Regions from separate parts of the Conger conger genome. Here region 1 is linked to region 2. Evidence: chromatin contacts called from public Hi-C data. All regions are on one chromosome and are shown on one strand. Each heading gives the region's core, a stretch centred on a gene start, on an enhancer-like site or on the middle of the called end of the contact. The rest is flanking DNA. Distances are from core to core; before and after follow the strand shown. Region 1 holds the start of tbc1d22b (TBC1 domain family, member 22B). Region 2 holds the start of si:dkey-8e10.3 (serine/threonine-protein kinase SBK1).

The links. A called contact is a pair of places that touch in the nucleus more often than the background predicts.
Region 1: a Hi-C map of blood shows a contact between it and region 2, with 8 times the contacts expected there. The contact joins the promoter of tbc1d22b here to the promoter of si:dkey-8e10.3 in region 2. A contact is called at or near these places in 2 of 2 Hi-C or Micro-C datasets (blood and gill).

The regions. Positions count from the first base shown.
Region 1 is chr10:38,475,724-38,478,764 of fConCon1.1, forward strand. It overlaps tbc1d22b (TBC1 domain family, member 22B), which reads left to right and starts at 1,402. Exons shown (of 12, transcript XM_061258023.1): 1 at 1,402-1,662. The coding sequence starts at 1,583.
Region 2 is chr10:38,338,908-38,341,973 of fConCon1.1, forward strand. It overlaps si:dkey-8e10.3 (serine/threonine-protein kinase SBK1), which reads right to left and starts at 1,383. Exons shown (of 4, transcript XM_061258635.1): 1 at 1,287-1,383.

The sequences.
Region 1 (3,041 bases), core at 152-2,651, 140 kb after region 2:
GGGCAGTTTATCCCATTCTTCCTAGCAGATCCTCTCAAGTTCCATCATATTGGATGGGACGCATCTATGAACTGCCATCTTCAGGTCTCTCCATAGAGGTTCTATGAGGTTTAAGTCTGAGGACAGTCAGAGGCTTGTCCCAAAGCCAGCGTTGTCTTGGCTGTATGCTTCGGGTCATTTGTGCTGAAAGGTGAACGTTCGCCACAGTCTGAGGTTGCGTGCACTCTGGAGCGGGTTTTCTTTCAAGGACCGCTCTGTATTTGGCTGCATTCATCCTTCCCTCAATTCTCACCAGTCTCCTGCCACTGAGAAGCATCCCCATAGCATGATACTGCCACCGCCATGCTTCACCGTAGGGATGGAATTAGCCAGGTGATGAGCGGTGCCTGGTGTTTGACAGACATTCTGCCCAAAGAGTTACATTTTTGGCTCATCAGACCAGAGAATATTTTTTCCTCATGCTATAAGAGTCCTTTAAATGTCTCAGGTTTAGTTTTATAAATATTTATTTGATACCCTTTCCCTGATCTATGCCTTGCCACAATTTTATTGTGGATGTCTACAGAAAGTTCCTTGGACTTCATGGCTTGGTTTTTGTCCTGACATGCAGTGTGAATTGTGGGACCATATATGCACAGGTGTATGCCTTTCTAAGCTATGACCAATAAATTCAATTTGTCACAGGTGGACTCCAATGCCTGTCCTAGACACATAATTAAAGCAAACAGGGTGGACCTGACCACAATTTGGAGTGTCACACCAAAGGGTCTGAATATTTATCTAAATTACAAATTTCAGTTTTAGATTTTTTATAAACTTGTATTAAAATATTGTTTTCACTTTGCCATTAATAGTTATTGAATGTAGATTGATGGGCAAAATTGGCAATTTTATCAATTTAAAATTACATCTATCACACAATGTGCAAAACGTGAAGGGGTCTCCTAGGATTCACGCAGTCTAGAGTTTACTCAGTATGGTGCAAAAACCAAAAAACTTCCACTGAGCGGCAATTATGCGGGCAGAAATGTGTTGTTAATGAGAGAGGTCAGAGGAGAAGGGCCAGTAACGCATATAACCACGCATTACAACAGTAGTATGCAGAAGAGCATATCTGAACACACAACGCATTAAAACTCTAAGTGGATTAGGTACAGCAGCAGAAGACTTAGCCTAAAAAAGAAAAAAAGAAAGTCAAACACCTAATAAAGTGCTCATTGAGTGTAACGTCACATTTCACCTGCCAAAACGGGATGCGACACCTGTGGATGTCTGGTGACGTCAATCAAATGACAATTCCCTCCCTAACTGTGGCAATCCCTGTTTCTATTGGTTATTCACTCTGCACCTGTCAAGTACATCCTCCAATGACAGTTCGACTTCAAAACACTCCAAGATGGCGGCTTCCATTCCTGTGTTTTACGCGCTCCATTATTTGAAATAAAATAACATTAATGACATTCAATACAGCTGCAATTGCGGGTCTGAAATGTAAATCAGAACCGTCATCTGTTACAGATTGTTTTTCAGTGTTTCCCCATGGTGAGCTCGTTAAAGAAATCGGACGCAGGGCTGGAGTGAAATGTATCCGGGCACTTCTCCGAGCATGGCCAACGATAATAAAATTCAGTTTTGGAGGAGAAACGCCAAGGTTCCTGGGAGGTATGTGTTTTTGCATTTGCCCTTGCCCCTTGAAGTGTACGACACGGAATTTACATGCTCTCCACAGAGCAGCCACTGCTTTATCAGTTGCAGCTGACACGGTTGTCAAATGATATTTCATGGTCAGCAGACTAGCTATTGTTGTAACACCTCAATGAACCTTGCTTTAACTAACTTTTTTCTGTCGTTGCGTTGTTTTAGCGGGTACAGCCAGTAACAACGCACCGTATTAGTTATAACTTAGACGTTAAGATGTGTAATGCTAGTAGTTGCTCTACTTGGACTCCTGCTCGATAGTGGATAATGAAGTCGTCGCCATATGTTTTTGTATATCGTCGTGTGTCGTAGTATCTCGCCGTCGTTTCCGTCATCGTAATAAACTTCGAGGTGTCTTTTGGTGCACGCCTCATGCCATCGTGTTTTTATCTTGTCAAAAGTTGTCTACAGCAAATGCGTCGTATGACTAAAACGTTGGATGATAGGCCAGATAAGAAAAGCTATGATCAGTGGTCTTGAACACAATTCAGCGCATTTTCAGACCTTTACCTGCCGTTCAACAGACTGCTACAAATCTTTGACCTGTCGGTATCAAGTTATAATATTCATAGGCAAGAAAACAACCACCGTGTACATGAACATGTACACGAAAAGCAAGTAAAAAGATGAATTCAATCAATATGAATTGATTTTAGTATAGCAGTTTTACTTTCATTTCATGTTATTCAGATAATGCATGATTGAGCAGTTTTCACTGTTTGCACTGCACCACAGTTATGATTTATGATGTACCATCCTCTGCTGTGATGCACAAATCACTGGTCCGATAATGGAAGTTCCCCTTCACTACAATTCTAGTGAATTTTACCATCTGATAAGAGTAAAAACAAGAAACTCTAGATAGGGGGCGAGTTACGGTATGTGTTCATTGTTCTGGCCCCTCTGTCATGGGCTGTGATGTCATCTGTGCTCTTCTGTTCCTCTCTGGAATCCAGGTTCTCTCTCTTTAGTCTAGTGATACTTTTATTGTCCTATTTAAGAGAAGTTACTTTGCCTGCCATTTCCCTAAAAACCAAAATAATAACAATAATAATACACTACACTACTTTTCGGTATGCCACCAGTGGGGCGTGGGTTCCGCCTCTATTATCACGTTCCTCCCGAGATTTTATTCCCATTGGGCAGTTTCTTCTCGTCACCATTTGAGGGTTTTTGTCCCGACTGGGGAGTTTTATTTTTTATTGTTTTTATTGTTTTGTTTTTACCTTGTGTGCCTGCTATTTGGTGGTTCAGGCCTGATTTGCCCTCTTGCCCTTCTGGTACTGTAAAGTTTTTTTTAATCACAGTTTTCTGCAGAAAAGAAACGCTATACAAATAAAATT
Region 2 (3,066 bases), core at 133-2,632:
ATTTCAAACAGATTTTAAAGCGATTAAAATCATTTATAGCAACCAAATATGATCTTAACTAATATTAACAAACATATACTGTAAGGTTTAGACTGTCGACTACTTTCTAAATATTATGAGCTAAAGTCTTATAATTTCCCCTCCAGGATTCAGTTATGAAAGCAGCAGAATTATTTTCATATACTGCCTGTCTTCCCCTCTCATAATGGATGTGATCTTTTCTGAAGGAAAAATCATGTCAAATCATATGTTTATCCACTTTACTCAAGTTCAACAAGTTGCTATAAATCATGCAGCAAATTTCTATTCTATATTTAACACTACTCTTATTTTTTACTGATCATTCAGATTGTACTTAATGAAAATATATTTATTTTTCTAAAAACAAATGTTTCTTTGCTTCAAGATGTAAAAATATAAATTACATTCACTGCTCTCCTCGCCCCCACACAGTGCATTCTCTCTGCTGCTTCTTCCTGCATTTACTCTACTATATTTTATACTCTATTTTTAATAGACTTTAGACATAATACAAACATTGTATGACATTGTTTATAATAATAATAATAATAATAATAATATTAGTAGTAATAATAATAATAATAATAATAATAATCATCATCATCATAATAATAATCATAATAATAATAATAATAATAGTTGTAATAATAATAATAATAATAATAATAATAATAATAATAATAATAATAATAATAATAATAATAATGGTAGGAATAAAAAATAAATTGAGGACATGCTTTTCTATCTTCACAGTAATTTATTTTTTGTCATTTTAGCATTTTAGCTATTTGTATAATAACACTTTCCAAAGTTTAATCATTTTTATGTAGTTATACCCTAATACCACATGTACTTTTCTTTTATTTAATTGCCTATATTTTATTTGCATTTAAATTCTTGAGATTATCTTAAAATTAATAGTTCACATCTTCCAATTGTATTAATGCATTTGTCATACAATAGTAATAGTCAATACAAAAATAGCTGACACTGATCCGTACTAATGCTTTTAAATAGCCATATTTCAACACTATGTAAATCATACAAATCAGAAAGGAGAGACATGTTCACAAGTGCGCACACTCACTCACACACATACACTGACACACATGTATATGTTTAAAAAAACACACACACACATATACACTAAACACATGTATATGTTTGCATATACACATACACACACACACATGCTGACATGCATGTATATGTTTACAGACACACACACACACACACACGAATATTGTCTCCAGTGTGCTCCTTACCGGCTCTGTGTGTCTGTGTGTCTATGTGTCTGCGTGTCCTTCCCTGGGTGTCGTCTCTGCTGTCTGGCTGGTCGGTGGATCCAAAGCCCGCTCAACAGCTGATAAATGTGTGGCTGGAGCAAAGGGCACACACAGCGCTTTATATGGGAAAAGCACCAACACTGCTCAGGGAAGATTAAACCCCAACGCATCTGACCAAAACTGACACCGCAAACATGGGAACACGCAAACGCAAACGCAAACGCAAACGCAAACTCCACCCCAACGTCCCACGCCCCCACCTACATATCATCCCAACTACTGTTTTTAAAACATATTCATGAAGAGCAACAATCAACACCTGTTTTATTTTTTTTATTTTTACCCTAAAACGCATGGATTTTGTTTGCAAAAAATTTATTAGAAATCTCCTCTTAACTCCTTCCATATGTTAGCAATGTGCAGAGCTGTGGCTGCACTGGAGCAGAGTAACTGAAAACTGCAATAACACACAATCAAAAGCGCGTAATGTTACAGTCATGCACGCTTGCGAGTGCCAGCATCCCCGGGCTCCAGTAATCAGACATAAATCTGACATGTGAGCTGTGTCTGAGGAGCAGGAATAATAAACAGGATGTGCTCGCTCAGAGCTGCTGCCTGTTTCCGCAGATTCCTGTCATTCTGCGTGCGTTTCTACGGTCATGCACTCAGTTACCCCGACAGCGACATTTACGAAACCACATTTATTCTTATACCAAAAAGTAATGCTGATTCGTAGACATCATATAATATATTTTTTTATAAAGCTATTTTCTCTTAGTATCTAAAGTTTTTTTTATAACTGGATTGATGTGATAACTGTGATAATTTTTTTAGACCTCATTATCACACAATATCATCTTTTGCTGATAAAGACTTCTTGCTACTTTTACCAGTTTCTCGACTGGATTTTATCACGTTTACACTTGCAGGTGGTGTGCAATTAGATAATGGATTTTATATATTTTTCAATATGTATTTTCCCTAAAATAACTTTGGAAATGCAAAGCAATTCCACGTATTCTGCAGTTGTGGTAAAGGAGAGAAATACCCTGTGCATATTATAGGTTTTGCAAACCAAATGCCCTGTCGAGCTCTGGCCCCAGAATGCAGTGTGAGATGAAGGAACAGATGTGGAGGCTGAGACTCTCACCACAGGAGTCCAGCCATGTTTACTCAGTCCTGGGGTGATGAAGACCCGGGGCAGGGTATTCTCCAAGACAAAGAACCCATTGCAAGCAGAGGCTTACATGTGAATACATGTTAATACATGTGAATTGCGCAGAAGTTGATCACAATGTACCTCCATGCCACTGAAAGGGATTCCACTGGATTTCACTGATTGCATTTTATGATTTTTTTTGACTGCAATGTTTTCATATCTTGACAGTACTTGCTGAAGTTTCCTGCAAATGAGTTACACAGTGCAGGAGTACACATTATGGAGTACGGGACTGTAACCTGAAATTAATCCTGTGCCCCTGACTGCAGAAGGCTTATCTAAGCACCCTGCACAGCCATGAATGCACTCAGGCAGAGGCATAAATTCTCACTCACTCTCTCTCTCACACACAGACACACACACACACACACACACACACATGCATACACACGCACACAGGTGCACACACACACGCACACACATGCATGCACACACACACACACACACATAACCTGGATGGCGTTGCATGGGTACCAAGTTTGCATTGTCAGTTTAAGCTGTAATGTTTTTTTATTCACAGCAAATGTGACTCTTTCACAG